Regions from separate parts of the Mus musculus genome. Here all the other regions are linked to region 6. Evidence: chromatin contacts called from public Hi-C, HiChIP or PLAC-seq and promoter capture Hi-C data. All regions are on one chromosome and are shown on one strand. The core of a region is the stretch at or near the end of the contact, and the rest is flanking DNA. Distances in the headings are between cores, read along the strand shown. Region 1 overlaps BC052040 (cDNA sequence BC052040). Region 2 overlaps BC052040 (cDNA sequence BC052040). Region 3 holds the start of BC052040 (cDNA sequence BC052040). Region 4 overlaps BC052040 (cDNA sequence BC052040). Region 5 holds the start of 3110099E03Rik (RIKEN cDNA 3110099E03 gene). Region 6 holds the start of Zfp770 (zinc finger protein 770).

Region 1 (4,149 bases), core at 218-2,717, 1.5 Mb before region 6:
GGGCACTTGAGTTTGATTCTCAAAGGTGGAAGGAAAGAAGTGTTCTCTGATCTCCACGTGTGTTCTGCCAAAATCCCATGCCACCGCCTCCATATACCAATTGCACAGTTAGATATCTTGGGTGCTCTTAACTTTTGTCTAGACACATAATAAACACTTTCCAAATACTGCACTTGCTTAAGCTAAATGTGTTTTTATTACAAAACACACACACACAGACACAGACACACACACACACACAAATAAAAACCCTAAATGCTTAATAACAAGAGTTGGGAAGTAAGAAAATGTTCCCATTCCATAGATAGATTTCATCAAAAGCTCCTGAGAACACTGCTTTGCTTCTCCTTTCAGGACTTTCCAGACACACACGGATATGGATGTGTGTGTGTGCAAATGTATTCATATTCACTGAGCAGGTGACAGGCACTTTTGGGTTGGTCTGTTTCTATCTGACATAGATGAAAAGAACTCAGTAGTCCAGATGGCAGAAGCCTCTGCACGCTAGCTTAAGTACCAAACAGGGAGCGTGACCCAAACAGTAGTCAGTGCTCTAACCCTATTGCTCCTACAATCATGCACCACTGTTGAGCCCAGAGGTAGCAGAGCTGAAAAGGACTAGCTATGCCCTTAGTTCCAGTGCTTCTTTTTCCCATCTTCCCTCAACTCTTTTTCTCTTCTCCTTTTTATATTGAATAACAGTATGTTGGATCCCAAAGGCCTATGTAAATGCCAGGTGAGCCTAGTGGTTCTAGCTTGGGGAGGTGGAGACAGGGCATCCCCAGAGCAAGCTAGCTCATGGGACAGGCCATATTGATGCTCTGTGTGCAAGTGAGAAACCCTGCATCAGTGCATAAACTGGGAAAAGCAAGTGAGCCCAATTCCCAGCAGGAACCTCTTGGATGAGCACCCACATACAAACATGCACACCATACACACATCAGGGGGCAAAAGATAGAACTCAGAAGTTCAAATCAGCTAAAAGTATGTATAGGATATTTGTGCATATTTCTTTGATTCAAAAATTTGTAGTGAGCAGCATACTTAAAAAAAAGTTAACCAGTTAATTTTATAGTTCATACACACTAACCACGAACATGTAAAAACAATGCCTTTGTAATTCTTAGAGTTTTTTGAAGATCTTTTAATTTATGCATATGGATGCATGTATCTGTGTGTATGCACATGGGTGTTGATGCTTGCAGAGGCCAGAGGCAGGGGATCCCCTAGAGCAAGCAGGAGTTACAGGTGGTTGTGAGCAGCTCCGTGTGAGTACTGTACTCTCGTTCTCAGAGAAGGCAGGAAGCTTCTTAACGCCAGAGCCAGCCTTCCAGCTCCACCATTTATAACTGTTGTAGGCCCACAACTTGTTTCAGAACAGTCCTTCTGAAGGCTTCACAGACCTGTCCTCTGGAGCAATTTGCAGTGGGGCCAGCAATTCTAAGAAGGGGATGGTTGCTTAACACAACAAAGGACCCAGAACTAGATTCCTCAGATTGTAACGTTTATGGAGGTTGAGTAAATTCTTAAGCAAATTTAAAAGACACAAAGAGCTCACCTAGCCAGCATCCTGTTTTCTACAATTCAGAATTTATCACCAACTGGGTGTTTAATGGAGAGCAAGGATAAATTTACTTATCATTTATAGTGCCTTAGCTACAAGATGATAATAAACCAAATACTTAAGTATTAAGCATTTATAAATATTTTAGTTGTGAAAGTGAATCACTCTGCTTTTACACATGCTTGAGAAATAGCAATCTTTCCCCATTTATTTTACTACAATCCATTAGAAAACTCTGGTGTTTCAATTGTATACATATTGGCTAATCTGAGAGATTTGTGGATTATGATGTGGTCAGACTCTGAAGAATACAGATAGAATGCAATCATGTATTTACCCTTTCTACTTGATGACTAAAGAATATATGTAAAAGTATGAACAGTGCTTAGCTCTCTGGGATGTAGGACGCTAGACATGGCTGCGTTCAGGACAGTGTGCATGTCTTAGAAAATCTTCACCCTATAGGTATGTCCTACAGCCAAAATATCAAGTTGCTTATGACTAAGCAATATATATGGTGGCCATATACTTAAGGCCATTAGCCTCCATTCTAAACTTTCAAAGTTAAAGAGACTGAATAAGAAGTATAAAGGGATCCAACTCAATTCAGTAGAATGAAATGACTGAAATTCAACTCAGATACTTCCTCAAACTTGCTGTGCCACAGTATGACAGAAAGCTGTTCCCAGCTCTCTTTACTATGTTTTCAGAATATTCCTTAGTGGTCTTAGTTAGGATTTCTATTGCTGTGATGAAAAACTGAGGCCAAAGCAACTTGGGAGGAAAGGGTTTATTTGGCTTATAGGTTCATACTGATAGTCCATTCCTGAAGGAAGTTAGAACAGGGACTCAAACAGGGCAGGAACTTGGATGCAGGAGCCGATGCAGAGGCACAGAGGAGTGCTGCTTATGGGCTTATTCCTCCTGGCTGGCTCAGCCTACTAGAGGATTAATTTGAGATACAGAGAAATAAAATTCTTAATACTACAGATTTAAAAGGTTTGGTCATTCTGGGACTGTCTTACTTCCAGGTCCGAATCCTTGAACTGACAAGGTGCTGCTCATGCAGAAGTATTCCTTGCTTTCAGGGTCAATACAGAGCACTCCTTTATGTCACCTGCCTAGCTCCTGCATGTACCCCATTTGGAATTCTGTGATCAAAGGGAATGTATTATGCTCCTTGTCCACCTGACTTAATGTTTGAGCCCAAACCCCAAGACCTTGAACAAGTGAGGTGAGCCCTATAGCACTGACCCACAGCTGCAGCCTATCCAAGCTCTTTAGTTATGAGAGTTAAGATAGCAAGTTAAGATGACCAAATAGATGAGTCAGCTCCTTGCAGACAGCTTAACCCAGCCTACCCTTCCCTCATCCATGGCCCACCCACCACTGATTATTTTTTCTTTCCTGTCAGTATTCTACTCATGAGTCCTCAACAGGTGTTATGAAAGAGAAGGTTGAGAACTGTCAGGCTGAATAGAGATAAACATGCTTCATTTATACAGACTTCTCAGGTCCTTAGTACTCTACTGCAGTGGACAATATTTCCCTTAATTATTTGACTGCCCACCTTTCTTTGGGAAGCATTTTTTGAGACCACAGTAGTCACTGATGCTCTTATCCAAGCAAGCTCATTTCACATAGAATACAAAATTTCAATTTTTTGTTACATACTGTTCTTTGTAGTAATTATAACATTTTAGATGGGATTCAAGTGGAATAGAGAAGAGTAAGACAACATGATATGGGGTTAGAAAATAAAAATTTCCATGTTATTGGATATGATACATTTAACAATCAAAATTGAAATAAAAAGGCACATACTTACTTGCAGTTGGAACCAAGACACTGTTTCCCCCTTTGCTTTAACTTCTAACATTTGGAATATTTGTGCAGTGAACTTCAAAGCTGTGAATCCTGCCAGTCACAGCTAAGATGTTCCCCAGCATGCTTCTTTTATGGCATCTCATCAACTAATCACAATACAATCTTACACTTACCAACAATAACAGTAGTTACTTCTATTCAAGTTTCTCCATGAAACTTCGGTCTGTTTGCTACAGTATAAGAATGAAGGGGCAGCCTGTCTTAAATTCTCCAAACTACAAAATTCAAAGATCAATGACTGATCCCATGGTACACAACATCAGAGTTGTGATATGCCTTCTAAGCAGGAGAAATTTGGGGAATGTAAAATGTTGGAAAACGACCAAGTTGTGACATTAACATTGGCACACTTCTACTTTTGAAAATTGCATTGTGCTGGCTAAAAGTAAACCATTCCCTTCAACCCACAGCCATCCAGGAAGGCCTATTACCTGCTAGGCACTGTTCTCATTTTGGGAGTATAGCAGGAAACAAATCAGATGAAAGTTTCCACTGCTGTGGAGTTTCATTCTAGTTGAACAAATCAAATCTAACATTAGGAGATGAAAAGGCTTATATAGAAAGACCAAATTGAGAAGACAGGTGGAGGCTGGGGAAGGAGGGCCAAGGTGGACCTAAGAAGCTGACACTGAACCCGCCTTTCCCTAGTGATCATAGACACACTTAGGGAAAGTTGTTTATGATAAAGGGCTTGGGGT
Region 2 (4,195 bases), core at 822-3,321, 1.5 Mb before region 6:
ACTCCAGAGGGTACTGGCCATGTTCAGCATCTACTATGTGATACTTTCCTGAGTGTACATATATGTTAAACTTATCCAATTATAGGCTTCAAATACATGTGCTTTATGTCAATTATATACACCTGGAGAAAAAAAAAGCTGTCTTAAATCTTTAAAGCCTATTTATTAAAATAGGTTTTTATTTGGAGCAATTTATAATTCAGGATAAAATAGAAACTCTAATTAAACGTTTAAAAATATATACTCCCTAACAAATATCCTTTAGCCAATTTATCTCCTGAATTTAAATTTATCATTTAAATTAACATCTGGATCATATATAAATCAACTACTTGATTTGAACTCCCAATAAGGTCACTGTATTCTGGATATAAGGGTACAATGATAGTTTTTTACACTGACTCTACAGATTCATATTAAATATAGTGCAAGGCTGTTGAGCAAGACAAGAATACCTGGCTCATTTTGTCCATCCACACAGACATGAGTCCTCATGTCCTGTGTGTTGGCAAGATTTTTAGCTTCAGCTTAGTTTACTCATAAGCTAACGAAGTGATCTATCCAGTACTTCTCCCCAAGCCTTCTGTGAAGCTTCATGGTGGAACAAAACGGCATAGGTATAGAATTCATAGGAAGACCCTAAGCCTCATTTGCCAATCACTCAAGGACAGGGGTAGCACTCCTGTGGAATATCCCATTGCCTGTACACATTCGCTGCTTGGAACTAGTGTGTCCTAGTTAAGATTCCATTTGGTGGACTGGAGCAATGGCTCAATAGTTAAGAATACTCACTGCTCTTGCAGAGGATCTAAGTTCGGTTCTCAGCACCCAGGCTGAGCAGTTCCCATCTGACACCTTTGGCTTCTGTGGGCACCACATTCACTTTCACATACCCACACACAAATGCATAATTAAAATTAGAATCAGAGTCAAAGCTAGGTCAGTACTTCAATGCTAGGTACACACTAGCAACACTATCTAAGTTTGCAAGATAAAATAAATTTTCTAGGGTGCAGACCCTATCACAGAAGTGAAATTAGTTCTCCAAAAGTAAATTATTTATCAATATGGACAAAATGTTTTCTTTCCATGTGATTGAGAATACAAAGTGAAGCTTACACCCACTTCAGTCTGATCTCTGTGCCACTAGACTTAGCTACAGAAAAGGTCCCACAGAAGGGTGCACAGAACGGTGTTGGGTGATTGGTGCTAACACTGCTGTGGGTGTCCCTTTCTATTGAGACGCTGTTATCCTCCTCTTACCTGTCTGCATGGTTGGATCACAATGTTTGCATTCTTTGATGGCCCCTCAATCCCTTCTTTGTTGATTTGGTTTAACATAGCATTTCTGAACCCTGCATGACACAGATGAACTCCATCACATGGGTCAGCAGGAAAAGCTAGTGTTTCAACACTTCATTGTTCCCTGATTTGTGAAACTGGTCACTATCTCCCTCAGAACACTCTTCACCATGCTGAAAGATAGGGATCGGACACATAGGTGCGTACCTAAGGAAGTAAAGAATTTCCTAACAGACATGTTTTCTTTCATTTTAATCCTTTGTTTAAACTCCTTTCAATCTTGCAACAACCATGTCTTCATTGCAGAACCTGCTTGAAAGGCTCAAGACAACATTTCTATTTTTTTGCTCAGTTTTGCTTTTAAAGTTATCATTGCAAATCACAAATGATGGCACACTGTGCAAACTCCTTGCTGGGGAAAACCTTGTGATTTATATTCCAGCTGCAGATGAAATGGTTTGGGGACCCTGAGAAAACATTCTCATGAAGGTACTAAGTACACAGAAAACACTTTCCTTGTCTTTATCAAATATTTTGAGGTTGCTGTAGCTAATAACAGTGTCCAGTATTTGTCGAACAATGGGCTGTCAATACCTCCCAAGCAACTCCACTATGAGAGATGGAAAGGCAAATTATTATATTTTACCTTCACAGAGGTCCTCTCCAGCGCATTGGCTAATTATTAGTCGATCTGTCTCTTGTTGCTGATGACTGCTTGTTAGTGTACTGCAGCAGCGCTTTCTGAGGCTGCTGTAATTGAAGGTTTGTGAGAGCTTCTAATGCGGAGGCACAAACTCCAACTTACGACAGATGTGATCAGCCTTGCCTTTAACAAGACTGAAATAACTGGAAATCTGTGACTTGACTAATTGCAGGCTTCCTGAAAGTATCTTAATACAGGAAAAACTTGGGCCATCCTCTGAAACATACCTTCCTTACCTCTCACTGCCTGGCGGCCTTGTTTGAAATGCCTCCTCTCAGGTTATCACCAAGCAGAGAAAGTAATCACTAGACCATTGAACAAATAACTGATCTTTAAAAAGCCCTGAGAGGGAAGAAATGAACTCAAATCAATTTCTGCGGCAGAAGGTATTAGCTTAGCATTGCCTGTAGGAGAGTAGACTCTCTGGAGCCAACCATTCAAAAATCTGACAGATGGAACCTGGCTCTTAATCTCCGTACAAGTACAACAGTGTGATTAAGGTCCTATTTCCTCTGGTGTTCATCTCCACAGCCTTACTGCCAGCACACAAAGGCTTTGGAAGATGTACACCTTGCTGCCATGGAGACTGTCCCTCAGACCCAGTGAAGAGGAATCCATGCCAGGCACATGAGCTTAGAAGAGGCTCTGTTCTTATTCTGGATGCATCCAGTTCACACAATGAGGATTCTACAAGGTCAAAGGAACCCGACCTCTGTCTCCCTACCTCTAGGCCATGCTCTTTGTTGTAAGGACATCAAAATGTGCTCCTTAGGGAGCAAAATACCCCTACCATGGCCGAGCACTGGAATGTACAACCTCAGAGGGCAAGGGTTTGTGGAGATTTGCATGGGGCTTGGCTGTCTACATTGGGTTATGGTCGACACCTTTCCAGGTGAAGTGAGAAGAAGGAGAAGACAGGGTCGTGGGGCACCTACACCCACACTCCTACAGATAGCCTGGACGGGCAAAGAACATGGGGATCTTCACACAAACCTCAACTTGCAAGTCTTTACGCACAGCAGACTTTTTTCTAGCATCTCTAAGGAACCACCAACTGTCTCTACTACAGGGTTTCAAGGCATTCCATTTCAGTTTTCACACCAAAGAAGTCTGAAACGTTGGCATAGGGAAGGACATCATCAATGTAAAGCTGGGTGGGAGAAACCACATCTACAATTTCAGCATTCAAGAAGGTGAGGCAGGGGGATTACCATGAGCTCAAAGCCAGCTTTAGATACTGAGTAGGATCCTGTTTCAACAGAACAAAATAAGACAAACAAAACAAACAAACATAAATATTTAGCTGGGAAACTTTACAAAATGCATTTGCCACGTGGTTACTCTTCATTGCCCAATTTAATAATAATATAAAAAGTTATAATATTTCTCTAAAACAGGGCTGTAAAAGTTTATATATCTATAAAGTCTATAAAAGGGTTTTAGAAATTGAGACACTCCCTACTATCCTGAGGATGACACTCTCAAGAAGAAAAAACTGGACCAATTATGGTTTAATGTCACCATGTCTTATATAATCCTTAACAGTTTATTTCAATTATAGTTGCACATTTAAGTATGAGTATACCTATCGCACAATCATGCAATGAATAACTACCCACTGATTGCCTACTGTATGACAGGCATTCTGCCAATTTCTGAGCATTTAAAGATAGATAAAACAACTAGGTAGCATTAACTCGAAGGAGGTGACAAGCAAACACCAATTATAATGCTTGATAACTGCTGTGGGATCACCAGCAGAACACAAGCAGGAGTGGCTTTGCGGAAGCAATAAGGTTTTCTAAGGAGATGTCAGCCAAGTTGAACGCTGAAGCTAGCTAAAGAGTTGCTATGTTAAAGAAGGTGATTCAAACTGTCTGATGAAGTGATACACAAGAAAAACACAGAGGCAGATTCCTAGCTGTGGACTGCTAGCACATATCAAAGTGCTTTACAGGTACTGAGTAACTGATTTTTAAAATAAGAGAAAAAGAAAAGTATTATTAATTCTGTAGATGGGCAAGCTGTTTCCATATATGAGACCAACGCAACCTGGATTCAAACCTGATATTCCTTTCATCACTTCAAGGATAACTATTATATTGAAAAATTAAATTCAAGCACACAGAACCTCATCATTTCCACCAGCTGGCTTTCATGGTCTTTGCAAAGCTTGCCTATAAAGTGTAC
Region 3 (3,858 bases), core at 1,105-3,604, 1.4 Mb before region 6:
CTGCCCCAGGGGTAAGGATGGATGTGGGTGTGGGTGGAGGTGGAGAATCTCTAGGAAGTCCAAGAGACATGGAATGGGGGAGGCTCCCAGAAGACAAAGCATGTGACCTTGACCAAAATGCTAAACAGAGGAGACAAGGAACCTGAAGAGGTTCCCTCCTACAGGATCCAAATTCAGGCCCCTCATGCTTGCATAGCAAGCACTTTCCTCAGTGAGCCATTTTTCCAGTCCCTCCTCTTATCCTTTTATCAGCAATATATGACAACTAGTTAAATATAAAAATAGATGCAGCTTCTTGTAGTTAAGGCAGATCTTAAAGAGATTTGCAAAAGTATACAGCCGTATCTCAACCATTTTTGGAATTATGACTATTATAGATAAAATGTCAACAAGCAATATACTTACTATTATTCAAAACAAATTTAGTAGTATTTTATTTAATTTCTCAGCTTTAATTTAAATTTTAGAAAACACTCTAGGATATAACTATACATATAACTATACATACGAACACACACACACACACACACACACACACACACACACATATATATATATATATATATATATATATATATATATATTTTAATGGTGGGGCTGGTAAAATAGTTTCGTAGATCAAATCACTTGCCAAAAAGCCTAACTACATGAGTTCCACTGCCAGACCCATTTGATGGAAGGAAAGAAACAACTCCAAATTTTCTTCTGACCTCCACACATACCTTGACACATATGGATCCAAATACATACATATGTTCTTTTGAAAATAGTAATATGTGTCCATAATGATAGCAATGTATCAAAAAAGCTCCAAAACTCCCTAGCAATGTATACACATATAAAACATTCCATATACTATATAACATACATGTGATAATATACCTACATCTTATACCTTTTCCCCCTGGATGGTCAGTCACCACTCATTTTAGAAAGGATGCAAAAAAAACTAGTGATAATAATTAAATTCCAACTTGTCAACTCTGCTCTTGAACAGGAACTATGATAAATCCCCTAGCTACAAAGTCCTTAAGTATGGACAATATTGGAAGGAGAGCCTTTCTCTTTAGAGTCTAGGAAAATTAGTCTACCAAATATGAGGTCATGAAAGATATGCTTCAATTTGTATTGATACCTACTATCCAATAACTTGTCTTTCTCAATGAAATCTCTCTGGTGATGCATGGTCAAAGGCTATGTGTTATTGATAGGAAAGCTCTCCATTAGGAGTAACTATGCTCAATGTCATAATATGTTTTGAATAAAAAAATATACAAAATGTTCTGTATTATTTAACATATTAATTATGATGACCTAGTTGTTTTGAACAGGTATTCAAGTAATGAGTGGGTCTCAGTTTTTACATCTTATAAATGGAAAAAAATCTATGTTATATAATCTCTAAGAAACCTTTCCTAGCAGGTGGGAAAATCCTAAAATCCCACAACAAAGTGAAAAGTATGAAACCCATGGGGAATACGTATGCACACAATGAGAAACCTTCAGACCTTGAGATCCAAATGACCAGACTCAAGAGTGTGACCCCCTAATGTTCTCAACTCTATAAAGAATCTTTTCATTGCACAGCCAACAAGACAAGGCCCCCTTTGGGCCTGGGCCCTCTTGCTACCAGTGGCAATCCGAAAGGGTCCTGTTCACTCTAGATCTACCATCTCTAGGTGTCTGTGTCAAGTTGGCAGCACCCCAGTGCGATGAACCGCCAATTCACGTTTTTTTACGTTGCAAAGATCCCATTACCAATTATTTACTGCTAGTATCTGTGGATTAACCACTGGTCATCTATGAAGCACCTACTTAATATGTGTACACTCTCATACCCGCAATATGTATCAAGTAAAGATCTGCTGAGTTGGATTCAACTCCCAAGGCCTGGAGTGACTTCAGGAGCCTCAGCCATTAAATGTTTTGTATGGTAGGCAGGTGGAGGGAAGAGAGCATTCTCATGATCTTCGACCTAACTCTGTTCCTCCCATTTGTGTGTGACACGTGGCTTCTATGACTGCCAGGGTGGCGGGAACTGGGGTGCAGGTAAAATGCTGTGAGAATTGGAGATGGGGACTTACCTGGGGAACCTCTGCTTCAGCTTCCTCAGGCTCTGCCTAGTGGGCGGTACAGACACTAGGCACTGGGCTATCTCCTCGTACTGGGCTTTGGTTAGTATCATATTGGGCCCAAGGAAAAATCACCCTTGGGCTCGTGCGGGCTTGGTGCCTAGAACCTAGGGAAGGGCAGAGCGCGGTACGACCCTGGGCCCTCCACTTATTTAGCTATCCCTTATGCCCCCAAAGCACACCCCCCTAGCTGCACCGCGGGGCGGAGACACGCAGCGTCCCAGGCTTCACCTCCGCGGGAGAGGCGGGCTGTAGAACTATTTGCGCCAGCAGAGTGTACTGAGCAGCCGCAGTAAGCCGGGCCGAAGGCAACTAGCCGCCATCTTGGGTAAGGGCAAAGCAACCAGGAAGTGGCGGCTGCGTACCGAATTCTTTTTGCGTCTTTAGGGGCAGGTGTCCCCAGCAACACCTCCCTGAGATCGGAACCCAGACGCTCATTGAAGACACTCTGCCAGCTGCGAGAAACACAGACGGCCCGTTTCGGGTCACAGGGATGCTTTTCCAGCCTGGAGTTGGAAACCCGGAAGTGCTCTGGTGGAGCGCGGGATTTGAATGTGTTTTTTTCCGACACGCCCAGTTCTGCCGCTCTGAGCAGATGGCCTGCAAAGGAGCAAGGTGAGCGGAAGCTAAGCAGCGAACAGGATCTCTGCAAACCAGCGGTTTCGCCTGTGCTGGGAAAGTTCTTCAGCCTCTCCCGTGGAAGGCAATGCTGGTTTTGTTGAGAACTTAAATTCTGCATTAAATTCTCTGGTGGAAAGCAATGCTGGTTTTGTTGAGAACTTAAATTCTGCATCTTAAAACAACTGGCAGTAGAATGTCAATTCCACTCTCGCATACATAAAGAAGTAAATTCCTGGCCCCCACAATAGTGAGTGCCCAATAATGTGTAGAAATACGAACTTCTGAGTTAATATATTAGAGCATCTATATATTTGGTTTGGTTTGGTTTGGTTTTTTGAAACCTTTGTTTCTAAGGTGGGCGTATGATATGTGTTCTCTCCCATTTTGAGCAAAAGGAAGAAAATCTGCTTAGGTTTTAGCACGTTTAAACGGTTTACTGCTTTCATTTGGTGTAAAGTGTAAGTTGGAAGGTTGGCCTAGATAAGACCCCATTGGTAAATTCTTTAGTTCATCAAAGCCTCAATTACTTTACCTATAAAAATTTGTAATTCATGAGGCAGGTTTTAAGACTAAATAAGGTAGTATAGAGCCAAGTTATGGAGTCACCGTAGTTGTCAGTCAACAGATGAAAGAATAAACAAAATGTGGTTTAGAAACACAGTTTTAAAGATTAAAATAATGACTACATCTGGAAAAAGGACTCAAACCAATATCTTTTGCTTCCTCTCCCTTGTGGCTCTTCAGTTTTACATAGATCACAAGTACACACACATTTACATACATACACATATGTACAAGAAAGAACGCAGAGAAATACTGAGAAAGCAATAAGACTGGGGGAGTGTGTGGACATAAAAATGAAAGAATTTATATTTGTGAAATCAGCACTATGTCCAATGACCATCTGTCAATAAAAACAATAAGATAGTACAAGAGACATTTATTTAGCATAGCATTCAACAGACATTATTTACGTAACTTAGGTTATAAAGACTAAGTTCCTTAAGTAAACTAGGTAGGATGTTTACTAGATAGTGTTTTGTTGGTATTCTTGTAAGGACTCCCTTAATCCCAGTAACTTCCCCTGGCGCAGGTTCTATCCCCA
Region 4 (3,696 bases), core at 978-3,477, 1.6 Mb before region 6:
TCCGGCTTGCAGATTAGGGACTCTCCTGACTGAGCTATCTCTCTAGCTTAAGAAAACATTTAAAAAGTATTATTTAAAGTTTCTAGAGAGCAAAGTAAAAATAACAACAAAAATCCCCAGATAACTGGAGGAACAGTTAGAGTTGAAGTTTGGGGTTAGTCCTGTCCTGACAGAACACAGAAACCTTTTGGGACATTGAAGCTGGCTTTTGGTGTGGATTGTGTGCGTGTGTGTGTGCAAGTGACACACAGTGAGGTCTTAGGAGGCCTGGTGGCCAGGAGTGACTTCTAAAGATGCTTTGTTTCCTCGAGGTTAATGAAGTTGTTCTGTCAGACAATTGTAGGAAAGAAATATGGAGCCAGAACTCCACCTCATAATTTTACAGTAAGTGTCACAGGACCCACAGTGAGTATAGAACCTGCTTGGACAGGATGAGGTTAGAGACTTGGCTCCACTCCTCAGTGGCTGATGGCACAGTGCTTCAGAGCTCTCACTGTATTCTACAAACTGTACAGTGATATGACTATTCTCAGACAATGCACTCTTCTTATGTGACAGCTGGGGAAACCGAGGCTGTCAGAGGTGAAATGCTCAAAACCAAACAGAAAGCAGATGGGATTTCACAGAAGGGATTGGTATGCCTAGCTGAACCAATTCCACCTCCCACCTGTGGTGGGCAGTTAGATCCCTTTGCATCTGTAAATAGGGAGAGCGAGATCTTCTGCCTTCCTAAAAACCTGCCAGATAGAAACAAGACATTAGGAGAGACCCTGACTTCTCAGGGGCTCCCAGCAGTATGGGCAGGTTCAACTTGGTGGTGCCCTTAATTCCAGCACTTGGGAGGCAGAGGTAGGTGGATTTCTGAGTTTGAGGCCAGCCTGGTCTACAGAGTGAGTTCCAGGACAGCCAGGGCTACACAGAGAAACCCTGTCTCGAAAAACCAACCAACCAACCAACCAACCAACCAACCAACCAACCAACCAACCAACCAAACAACCAACCAACCAAACAAACAAAAAACAAAAAACCAAAAGAAGGAGACAGATTTAAGACAGCTGTGCTATGGCTTGCAGAGACTCTATCTGGGAAGGCCAGAGAGGGCTCTGAGCAGAGGGGTGGTGGTTTTCAGGGACAGTCTTGAAGTCTAAGGTGAGGAGAAATAAGAAAGGGAAGAGACTGCAGATGTGTAGAGATACAGATGTGGATGGATCAAGAAGATTCACACGAGAGCAAGACAGTGATCATTCAGAAAACATGGGTCGGGCGGGGTGTGAGCGAGCAGGGTTGATGAGGGTGAAGGACTGACACCTCAGAGGAAGCTGCTCTGAGGGCCAAGGAGAGCATCAACTATAAGAGGCACATTGGCAGCCCGTTCTGCCCAAGGGCAATCCTCCTGCTTAAACCCAAACACTCCAGGCTTGTTTCTGTGTGCAATCCCTGAGTTAAATATTTACTTTGTGTGGGGCCAAAGTATCTACTGCAGCTCACTTATTTGGGGGTAAACACATTAAAGAAATGTGTACACTAAAACAAACGGTCCCCTCCTCCCTCCCACCACATACAGAAAAAAAAGGGATTGCCATTCAAGAAAAAAAAGAAAAAGAAAAAGAAAAAAGAAAAGAAAAGAAAAAAATTCTGCAAACTCGACTTGCAAGCTCACCTTTCCTGAGTGGTTGAGACAAAGCCATGTCTATATAAACACTTCCCCCACGGCTCCACGGGGTTCCTCTGATTTGTATTCTTTGAGAAGTCAGTGGGCACAAGGTGACCAGGGAACAGTTTCCTTTAGTGAAGTACACGGCAACTTTATTGAACTTCACAAGGAGTCATTAGCTGAATTTTATGATGATAAGGACTTCCAGGCGTGAGTTCCCTTCTGATTGGTTTTTGATTAAAAGTCAGGTAAGGCAGAGCCGGCCCTGGACTCTGAGGGGAACTGCAGCTTTCCCCTCACCAGCTGGCTCCGGGATGGAGCCCAGGAAGCAGCAGGGGCTTTGATTTCACCAAGAGAAAAGCCACAGTCATCGTGGAGAGGAGTTGCAGGGCTACTTTAAACATTTCATTAAGCTTAAGACCCTCTTTTTTTTTTTTTCTCCCAGAGACATTTGTGGCCGCCTCCTGCTTCATTCTAGGTGACCAGATGAGCCACTGGCCGAGGGTGGATGTGGGCCTTCAGTCGGAGGACTGATCCACCCATGTTGCCTTTAGCTGATTAATAGGTGTTTATTTTTAGGGTTTGAACTAACAGTCTGGGCTGAGGCCAATGCAGGGTGATATCAGAAGGAACCCGTGAGTGTCTTGTGCTCACAAAAGACCTTTGCTTTTTGTGTGGTTGTTGGCGCAGATGAAGTCTTTGTCCAACTTGTGAAACTTAATAGCATAAAATTTAATACTGAAGGCAGAGAAACTTCCTCTACCCTGCTCGGTTGCCTTCAGTACCTGTGACTTGTTGGTACACGGCTAAATATTGTTGGACAGAGAAGGAGAGACAGGAAAGTAACACGGGGTACCTCTGCCTACCTGGTGTACGCAGTCTAGCTGGGTTTTGAACCTTGTGACACACACAGGGGAGGCTAGGTGGGTTAAAAACTGCCCAAGGACTTTGCTAGCAAACCTTCACAGGAAAATAGGTCTAAGATTTTTCCGTTAGCTTAAATCTGTCACCTCAACCTTAATGGCAGGTTATGTCCCAACACTGGCACTCCTATCTTCCCTTTCAAGCTAACACAAAAGCATTTCCAGCTGGACTTTTGAACAGTGGCAAGCCTTAGAAGTCAGGGTTGGGAAAGGCTGACAGCAGAGCCATCCCTGTGGGAGCCCATTCATGAGGCCCCACGGCAGAGCAAGGCACAGTTGTATTTCCACTCTGAGGAAAGACACCGAAGATCTCAAGAGACTGAAAGTTCAGTCTGTGAAGTTGTTACATCCACAATTTGATCAGCAAGGCCTGGAACAGGGACACGAAGGGCAATTTACCACCATGATTTCCACAGGGAAGCAATCTTGGTGCCTTTGGTCTATTTTCATGATAGACGCTGCACAGATCAATCACCCAGTGCTCCCGACACATTCATAATGCCTTTTAGGCTTATTTATGGACCAAGCATTAGTTTGACTGAAGCAGGCTAACAGGTGCCATTTGGGAGGACAGTTCTTTCATGTCACTGACGATTACATACTGGCTCTAGAATGGATCCGCCTTGGGCAGGTACCAACCATCCCTGTGCCAATTTTGTAGCCTCTCAATTCTAATGTCTTTAGGTGGCCGCTGCCACTCTGGGACCTTGACATTTCAGCGAGGACAGAAGTGGTATCTGCAAGAAGAGGAAGATCACTGTGTGTACAGAAAAGCCTTTCATAGTAATGGTATGATGATATGTAAACTTCCTTATAGTGTGAGAATTGGTTAACACAGGGGCTTGTTTTCCTTTATTAAACTGCACTTAATTTGATAGGGTTAATATTTTTAGGGTTGATATTATTAATTCAACAATAAAAATGGATGTAGTTTATGGGGCTGTAGAGATAGATGGCTCAGTGGTTAGAGCGCAGTGGGCTTATGTTTGGTTTCCAGTACTGACTTTGAGGCATTCACAAATAGTTGTTAACTCCAGCTCCAGGGGATCAGGTGTCCTCCCCTGGCTTCCACTAGCACCAAGCTCATGAGCACAACCCCCAACAACACCTACAGATATA
Region 5 (4,057 bases), core at 394-2,893, 1.3 Mb before region 6:
TCACCCGACCAATCTCTGGAATCCTGTGCCTATCATGAGACAGGGGGAAGGAAGGGCTTGTGCCTCCTGCACTTCTTCTCAAGAGAAAAGACAAAACCCCTTCCTAAGCCTTTGTAGGGCTCCTGCTTCTCCTCTGCAGCCTGACCCATCTCTCAAATTCAAATTACAGGGTTTTCTAAAAATACATCCTTCATCAAACATCCTAATTTACAGTAGCTATTTTTCACAGAGAAATGCCTGATTTTTTGTTCATTTTTTCTTGTTATTGTTGTTGTTGTTGTCTAATTCAGATTGTAAATGTCCTAAAAATGTTCTCCTGGAGTTATTTTTAAAACCTCATGGTAAGTTAGGTGTAAATACTGTGACTATTACTGGGACCTTAGGAAGCAACATATTTTTGACTGATTCCTGGAGGTGAGAATGCCATTTGGAATTTTAATTAATTTAATTTCCATTTTAGATAAAATTACTCTGAGAAATCTTAATTCTAATGAATAAATGGATTTTATTTTTTCTTTTCTTTCTTTTTTTTTTTTCCATTGAAGATTCCATTAGAGTTAGGGAAAAAATAGAGGATAAAGTTTCCTTTAAAGAAAAATTAAGGCTACAGACAGCCTTAATAAACCTTCTGCAAAGTAATCGAGAATAGCCAGTGGTCTGTTCTCTGCAGAATTAGTTCTTCCAAAACAATACTAAAACTGAGCAGTCGTACTTTTTACAACTCTGGAGACTATCTAAACAAAATGAGCAGATTTATAGGGCTATTTTTAGTGCGCGTCACTGCATTACAGTTTACATTCGCTTTTGAACCTTATTTGACATCCCTAGTAGAAAAATACAGGCAGAACACTCATTAAGACCCTTCATAAAGACAGTCTCCACGGGGCCGTTACCCCCCAAAAAAACCAAAGTTGAGGTGTGTTTCAGAATGTTCTTTTGGACTCGAAAGTTTGTTTCCATTTGTCAAGAAAACTCTGAGCCCAATCGCAGATCCAGAGGGTCTGTTTATGACCGCCTCTCCTGCCCTACTCGTTGGTGGTATGTCCTAAAAACAGAAGTAAAATCACACTCTCACGGTTGGGAATTTTCAGAGAGCAACAGGTAAGTAGGCTATGTCTAAGTACCTATTGTTTTCCCACAAATTGTAAAGTCACTTCCAAGTATAAGTAACTTGCTGAAAAAGTGAAACATTGGGACTTTCTGCAAACCATTCTTGCATGGAAGGAAAAAAAAACATGGAAGAGCTTATGCAATGTTATGAAATATTTCACCACACAGATTTATGGAAAAGCTACAGTTGCATTTTAAAATATAGTCAGGAGAATTAAGTGCTTGCATTTTGGACACCAAGTTTCTTTAGCTTTTCCATCCAGAGAGAGAGGTGGGTGTCTATTTCCTTCATGGGCTGTCCTACCTTCACCGGAGGTTACAAATGAAGACTCCATCTCCTTTGTGTATTGTGGGAAAAAAAAATCAGCCAGAGGAAAATACCAGAAAGACAAGTTCAGATGCAGCTGTCATGTCTTTTCCTCCAATGGGAAGGGGACGCTTTCATAAGGTTAGACTGTCCGGGGAACTACATTGACATCCTGCTAAGTGTTACGTGTTTTTATATTAACTGTGCTCAGTAAGACTCTACAATAAGGAAATGCCTTAGCTGTAGACATCATTTATGGAACCGTATAAATAGAGCTCACATTCAAAGGTAAGAAAACAGACAGGATTTTACACCAACTACCCTCTGATAAGATTATGTTTTCAAAGCGAAAACCATGTCTACAGAATGTTGTGGTGTGGAAGTATCCGATTAAACTCTTAGGAAAACAGACTTTTCCACAAGCGGCCTCTTTATTTGCCACACCTCGGGGATCTGATTAAAAGTTAGTGTACTGCATTTAAACCTGAAAAGGGATTCGTGTAAAATTATGGCTTCACAGATTGCTCTTTGAGAACTGAAGATGAAACGAGAAAATGACATTTGGACTAAGAGCCATTGTAACTGCTGGAAAAATGTCAATGGAGGCATTTGGGGGAGGTTTCAGCTTGCTATAGAGGAATCAAATGACCTAAGAAAGTAGTTTTATAGCTGAATGAGTGTTTTTAACGAGTTAAACATGTTACTACGAGGACCTTAAAGCCACGCTGTAAACAATAGCTTTGATTAAAAGATTGTCAGGATTGTTTGTTTAAATTTTTTTTTTTTTTTGTATTTTAAGTTTTCAATCATACTATTTGGCTTTGCAGTATGAAGAAATGATATATTTCTACTGAATTTATCAATTACTAATTAATTTGGTGGTGAGTGCCTAATTTGAGGTTCTATTTAGCATAGGTCCAGGTTGAATTTCTTCTAACGTTTGGTTATCCTTGGCCTATTTAACATATGAATTAAACCCAAATATCTTTGAAAACTCAACCCATACCTTTTCCTTCCCAGATCATAAAAATAATTTATTGTCGTAATCTCAATTTATAGTTTAGTTAGGCAGAGTGAAAATACGACCTCTGAAGGAATCCCCCCCCCCTTAGCTCCAGTCTGCTTTACAGTGGGTTGTGTGTGTTGCTACAAGTTGCTGTAGCTAACACTTAATATGTTGATGTAAGAGAAATAAGCTGCTCTGCATTTAAAAATAATATTTAGATGAGCAAACATGCAAAATCCTCTGAAAATAGATGATTTTGCTCCTTGTAACTTTAACTGAAAAATATGAAAGAAAAAAAATGAGAGAAACCTAGCCATAAGGCCAATCTATTGCAAGCAGGGACAGATGAGAGATTTTTCAAAATTAAACTGCTAGGAAAAGCAGTTGTGAGGCAGTCTGTTTTCTTACTGGGGATGGGAGGAATCAAGGGTATTATAATTGAAAATGCATGCCTATAGCAACTAAAATGTTCTTTTAGGATATTCTTGTTTTGTTTCATAAATATATTTTGAAAAAAAATCAAAATGATTAACAACGTTTTTTTTTAATTTTGGTGATCTTTCCAGTTCTGGTGGATTTAGTTCAAATTTTAAAACATTGCTTTATGTGTTGTATATTTTTGCCCATAAAGCATTCTCCAAATGGTAGTTATTTATGTGAATAAAAGAACAAAGCATGGAAATATGGCTTTTCTTCCTACTCCATTATTGAAACGGAATATGATCATTAGCCAGGGCCGGGGTTTAGTCGCAACACTTTGAAAAATAGCCTAAATGAATAGGTGTCAAATTAATCAAGAATGGAACGATTGCATTATTTTAAAAAACTATATATACCATTAGGGGGTTTCGGCTATAAATAATTGTTATGAAGAAAAGAGGAGGTTTCATCTTAAAAAAATTAGCATACGCCACCTCTTTAGGGTGTTAAAAAGATTGAGCGCTCAACAAGGATTTGTGAAAATCACGACCAGGGAAGCGGGATTATAATAACATCTCACGATGAAACCTGACCTTAGAGATTGATGCTGCTGTAACAGGGTCATTCTTCCACTGACTTAGTGTGGGTATGCCCCGCCTGGGTAACCTGGGAAAAGGGTCTCTGAATTCAAATCACAGAATTCCTCCCCATCTGCAAAAATACCTCACTTTCAAAGCAAACTTTACGTCATCCTGACTCCTTCTTCTGCTCTTTCTTTACTACTCAAGTCAGAGACAACGGGTATTTCTTCAGTCATTGATTTTTTTCCCCACCCTCTTGTGGTTAATAAGAATTAATCCTGGAGAGATTCTGCAGGTTGAAATGCATATACAACTCAGTTCTCATTAAAACAAACAAACAAACAAACCAAAAAAACCACCTCCTTTATAGTGGAATAGAAGTGGTTTCAATCACTTTGTCATGTGGTTCACATATCTAGGTATATTTTTAATTAAACACTGGTTCACAAATAAGCAAATAATAGAAGTTAGTGGAGAAGCGGTTGATCTCGGGCTGACAGTGCCTCATTTATCTTTGTCCTAACTAGACAATGGGAAACGACACTCCGCTGTTGTTTTCTATGCGTTAAGATTTCCCTCTTAAACAAATGCAGTTGAGGCGGTTTGTTTCTCGACAGCCTGGCACACACTGCC
Region 6 (3,977 bases), core at 1,409-3,908:
ATAGAAGGTGGGACATGGGAGGAGAAAGAATTCTGGGACAGAAAGAGGCAGGGAGATTCACTGGGAAGAGGTGACAAGTCAGACACATGGTACCTGAGCACAGGTAACCAGCCATGTGGCAAAATGTAGGCGAGAATAAATGGGATATTCTAGTTAGGGAAGAGCCTAGCTATATGGCCAAGGTGTTTGTAAATATATTTTGAGTCTGAGTTTTATTTGTGGGCACATGGGACTGGGAAGAAGAACTGGTGCCATTCTTCAATAGTGCCAACCTAGAAACATTGAGGAGGGAAAACTGAGGAAGATCGTATTATGCCTGTCCCACTAAGGGAGCTGAGGTACCCTACTGTTTGGATGAAAAAGAGATCTATTGTCTCTTCTGGTCTTGTGTTACTTGGGCTAAGGGCTAAGAGCCCTATAGAGCTGATGAGTACTTAGACACAAAATTTGAAAGAAATCTTAGTTGTAAGATAGCCTGCACTTGCAACCTGGTCACCATCACCTTGAAGAGACGAGACTTGCTTCCCCCTTATGCCTACTGGGGACTTAGAACATACCTGACACGCCAAGATCTAGGAACCATGTTCACCATTCAAAGGTAAGGCAAAGCATCTCTTTTTAAATCCATAGGACCTTTGGTGAAAATCCCTGAGGCTCCCCTTCCCAGCCAGTTTTCCTCTGTACCCCCTGTATCAGGGACCACAAATTTTACTTCCAAGACCCCTTCTGTAGGATACCTAGGACTCCATTCAACACTCAGATTCCTGTTCATAGACACTGTTTTGGCTACCTTTAAGTTCCTAAACAGTCCCCAGCCCGATATGAGAGAGGACTGTTGGGTCTGCCCAAAACCCTAAGCTCCCTACTGTATAGGCATAGCAACAACAGATGCCAGACCATCAAGCTGGTTTCCCTCAACAATAGCATATCATGCCCCTGAGATACTCCCCTCACCTTAGGGTATATAAGGGGAACTGGAATTTATTTTAGGTCAAAAAGATATCCCTACCTACTTGATCTTAATCTCAAGTATGTCATGATCCTGATGTGTGTGCATTTGATAAAGGTCTTTAATAGCATCAGGCTAAAAGAGAACAATCTCCTGGCTTCACCCAGAGGGTTTTGGGTTGCCTGTACTCCAGGACTTACTCCTTTCTCTCTGTTAGCCATTTTGCCATTGAGCAAAAACCTGAATTGTGCATAATGCTACATATTCTACCCCAGATTTCCTATTATGAAGATACTGCAGGATGCAGTCACAAAGGTCTCCTGCAACAACTAGGTAGTGCCCCTATTCTGATACCCACACTAGTAAGACTGGGGATAGCAGGCTCTCCTGCACATGATAGGACAGCTCTAGTCCCGGGATGCCAGCATTGTAAAAATACCTGAGAGTACAAGTTGATAAAGACTTAGCCCAGCTTCACTCAGCCACCTTCTTCCTACAAATTCAAGAAGACTCCTTAGCTGAAGTAGTCCTACAGAGTCAAAGGGCTCTAAATTTATTGTTCTTAAAAGAAGGGGGCTTATGTATGGCCCTTGGAGAGCAAGGTTGTTTATAAGTTAATCACTCTGGGGTAATCAGGGACACTCTGGTAAAAATTAGAAGTAACATCCTTGATAGGGAACAACAGAGAAAGAAAGAAAACAGAGCTGGTATGAATCCCTTTTGAATTGGTCCCCTGGGTTAACTTCACTCATCACAGCCTTGGTTGAGCACCCCCCCCCAGCCCCCGATGCTTATATTTTCTAATGATAAACTTTGAGTCCTGCATCATTAATGCCTTGATTTCCTTTATCAAGAACAGAATTTCCCCTGTTCAGTTGTTGGCCTCTAGACCTAGTCTATCAGCTTAAAGGTCAGTCAGCTCTGCTTTGTCTAGATAGCCTATATGTTGCAAATGTTGTAAATGCTGCAAATGCACCTATTCCATAGAAAAACTGGTTCTGATGCTTGCTCCCATCACAGATTTGTATTTGGAGTGTGCATTCAATAAATCATCCATTCCTTACTGAGATTGGTGTCTGAGTCGTTTGTGTGGCTATTCCTGGACCCTAATAAGGGTTCTATCATTTCACAAAGCTTTTGTATTTGGTATAATGTCGAGTATTTTACATGCATGTTGTCCAAAGACATCTTACATAAATCATCAAAGAAGACCCAAAATGCTGGGCAAAGAGTTTTCTATATTGTAAATGTCCAAAATACATAGAACTAGTGAAATCAGCAAGACCAGCCCCTGGCAGGACAATGGATAGGGCCCCTGAGAGAAGCTGATTCTGTATGCCTTCACCTCTTGGTCGTATTTACAGAAATATGAAATGCTGAGAACAGTCGTGATCTAGAATGTACCTAATACTGAGAGTTTTACCAACAGCCCTGAGCTTACAAAAAATTATGAATGGGCTTTGAACTCTAATCATGGATTCCAATAAGAGCTGGCGTTTTACAGTCCTTTCTGGGACTTCCACAATGAAGGGTCGGTAACAGTAGGGCAGAAAGTGCATGCATCCATTTAGAGTCTTCCTTTTTCTCTCCTTGGAAATTGCAGCACTGGGTGGATAAAAAGCAAGCAAGGGCCCAAAGATCGTGAGAGGATGTTTCCGGACGGACCACATTCAGAGCGCGCCTGAACGCCGCGCTTGCGCACTCAGCCAGTCGCCGCGCTGACCCTGCGGACGTGAGCTTGCCTGCCGTCTTGGCGAAACCCAGGCTCTGAGATGCGTCCCTGCCCGGCGTTTGCCAGCTCCGGGTGAGTGTGGAGGACCCCAGAAGCCTGCGTGCGAGATGGAACGAATCCCGGGGAGGGTCAGGCCTGCCCAAGTCCCGCCGAGGTTCCTGGGGATCCGAACAGGGTGCCACGACCTCGGCTCCTTGCATGTGCTTCGTCAGAGCGGTAAACTCAAAAGAGCTGAGCCCCGCGCCCCATCTCCTGGGGTCGAATCACTTATTTCCCATCTTTCACTCAGCTCTTCCCCTGCACCCCATCTTCTGGCTGCAGTCAGTGGAGCTTTCACCCTTGCCCTTCTTTTCTAGGCATGGGATATCACAGTCCCTGAACTCGGCTTGACCCCTGCAGACTCCTTACTTGCACAGCAGATGAGGCCAAACACATAGCTTCCGTCTAGGGAAAGGTGATGCATGGATGGTTCAAGGCCAAGAGAGTGGGCCATGGAGAGAAAAAGAAAAAAAAAAAAAAAAGAAAGAAAGAGGCGAAGACTGTTGTAAATGTTACCATAGATAATTCTCCAGTTGGAACTCTTAAGTTTCTCTACGGTGTTTTATTTCTTTCTTGTAATTTATTTTGTATTTTGTGATTTTCTTTTAAAGAGGTATTTGCAAAGACAGTGCTACTTTCAACCTTGAAACAACATTGGATTTTATCGATGTCAGTTTTTATAGTTACTTGGCTTAACGTTGTGTGAGCTCCTATCATGTTATAATGTCTGGATAGTCATTGAGGCACATCCATTGGTTTGTCATGTTTCACTTTAACGTGAAAATTAGCTTTTGTGTATTTTTTAAAAAGTTTAAAAAGCCAATGGGGGAAAAAAGATCAGGTGAATGGGATTTAAACCTCTAAGTCCACAGGGGGGATTGTGCTTGGAGTGTGGAAATCCCTGACCTTTTACTTATAAATAGGAAGTGAGATCACCACTTGCCACAAATGATTCTGACAAGGTAGGGTTCGCAGTAAGTGCGTATCCAATCCTAATACTAGTGATAGCTACTTGACCGCAGACCCTTTTGAGTACAGGAGCTAGAGGTAGCCAGTGCCTGTTGTTTATAATCATATAGTTGCCTTGTGTTGTTTTAGTGCGAGACTTTTTGTTTTTTTGAGAGAGGGTGGTAGTCTGTAGAATCAGTAAGTGGAAGGAGAAGTATACAAAAAGATTGGAGAAGTTCTTGAGTTCCCCACACTCAAACCCTATAGTTTGACCTTAGGCAGTTACAAGGTTTTGCCCACCAACTTCCT

What was found. Promoter capture Hi-C pulls out the DNA fragments that hold promoters and counts their contacts. Hi-C and Micro-C count contacts between places; a contact is called where the count stands out from the background. HiChIP or PLAC-seq counts read pairs in DNA pulled down with a chosen protein or histone mark.
Region 1: an H3K4me3 HiChIP or PLAC-seq map of embryonic stem cells shows a contact between it and region 6, with 10 times the contacts expected there. The contact joins the enhancer-like site here to the promoter of Zfp770 in region 6. A contact is called at or near these places in 6 of 39 promoter capture datasets (embryonic stem cells, hippocampal neurons, liver and 1 more), 3 of 115 datasets of contacts at active chromatin or transcription factors (astrocytes, embryonic stem cells and large pre-B cells) and 2 of 9 other capture datasets (adipose tissue and embryonic stem cells).
Region 2: a contact with region 6 is called in a promoter capture Hi-C map of hippocampal neurons, with 3 times the contacts expected there. The contact joins the enhancer-like site here to the promoter of Zfp770 in region 6. A contact is called at or near these places in 10 of 39 promoter capture datasets (the 3T3-L1 cell line, 3T3-L1-derived adipocytes, the C10 cell line and 6 more), 3 of 115 datasets of contacts at active chromatin or transcription factors (astrocytes, large pre-B cells and stem cell-derived neural progenitor cells) and 1 of 9 other capture datasets (adipose tissue).
Region 3: a contact with region 6 is called in a Hi-C map of B cells, with 12 read pairs. The contact joins the promoter of BC052040 here to the promoter of Zfp770 in region 6. A contact is called at or near these places in 9 of 39 promoter capture datasets (the HPC-7 cell line, cranial neural crest, embryonic stem cells and 5 more), 3 of 484 Hi-C or Micro-C datasets (B cells and CD4 T cells), 8 of 115 datasets of contacts at active chromatin or transcription factors (the 230-238 cell line, bone marrow-derived macrophages, embryonic stem cells and 4 more) and 3 of 9 other capture datasets (embryonic stem cells, liver and macrophages).
Region 4: a promoter capture Hi-C map of liver shows a contact between it and region 6, with 5 times the contacts expected there. The contact joins the enhancer-like site here to the promoter of Zfp770 in region 6. A contact is called at or near these places in 7 of 39 promoter capture datasets (the 3T3-L1 cell line, the HPC-7 cell line, cranial neural crest and 3 more) and 3 of 115 datasets of contacts at active chromatin or transcription factors (bone marrow-derived macrophages and embryonic stem cells).
Region 5: a promoter capture Hi-C map of liver shows a contact between it and region 6, with 9 times the contacts expected there. The contact joins the promoter of 3110099E03Rik here to the promoter of Zfp770 in region 6. A contact is called at or near these places in 7 of 39 promoter capture datasets (the 3T3-L1 cell line, embryonic stem cells, hippocampal neurons and 3 more) and 2 of 115 datasets of contacts at active chromatin or transcription factors (astrocytes and embryonic stem cells).

The regions. Positions count from the first base shown.
Region 1 is chr2:115,712,794-115,716,942 of GRCm38.p6, reverse strand. The region is part of intron 10 of BC052040 (cDNA sequence BC052040); the gene reads right to left. Among named protein-coding and RNA genes, the nearest start is that of Gm52524, 62 kb to the left of the region's middle. Within about 2 kb of position 1,467, at least 6 of the 459 cell types and tissues checked have an H3K27ac peak or open chromatin away from gene starts, as enhancers often do. A contact at or near this core is called in embryonic stem cells, where this site is marked.
Region 2 is chr2:115,692,502-115,696,696 of GRCm38.p6, reverse strand. The region is part of intron 10 of BC052040 (cDNA sequence BC052040); the gene reads right to left. Among named protein-coding and RNA genes, the nearest start is that of Mir1951, 56 kb to the right of the region's middle. Within about 2 kb of position 2,071, at least 6 of the 459 cell types and tissues checked have an H3K27ac peak or open chromatin away from gene starts, as enhancers often do. A contact at or near this core is called in hippocampal neurons, where this site is marked.
Region 3 is chr2:115,580,212-115,584,069 of GRCm38.p6, reverse strand. It overlaps BC052040 (cDNA sequence BC052040), which reads right to left and starts at 2,354. Exons shown (of 11, transcript NM_207264.4): 1 at 2,085-2,354. The coding sequence starts at 2,185.
Region 4 is chr2:115,756,447-115,760,142 of GRCm38.p6, reverse strand. The region is part of intron 10 of BC052040 (cDNA sequence BC052040); the gene reads right to left. Among named protein-coding and RNA genes, the nearest start is that of Gm52524, 19 kb to the left of the region's middle. Within about 2 kb of position 2,227, at least 16 of the 459 cell types and tissues checked have an H3K27ac peak or open chromatin away from gene starts, as enhancers often do. A contact at or near this core is called in liver, where this site is marked.
Region 5 is chr2:115,509,787-115,513,843 of GRCm38.p6, reverse strand. 3110099E03Rik (RIKEN cDNA 3110099E03 gene) reads left to right here and starts at 1,643. Exons shown (of 3, transcript NR_030712.1): 1 at 1,643-1,705.
Region 6 is chr2:114,200,113-114,204,089 of GRCm38.p6, reverse strand. Zfp770 (zinc finger protein 770) reads left to right here and starts at 2,658. Exons shown (of 2, transcript NM_175466.4): 1 at 2,658-2,753.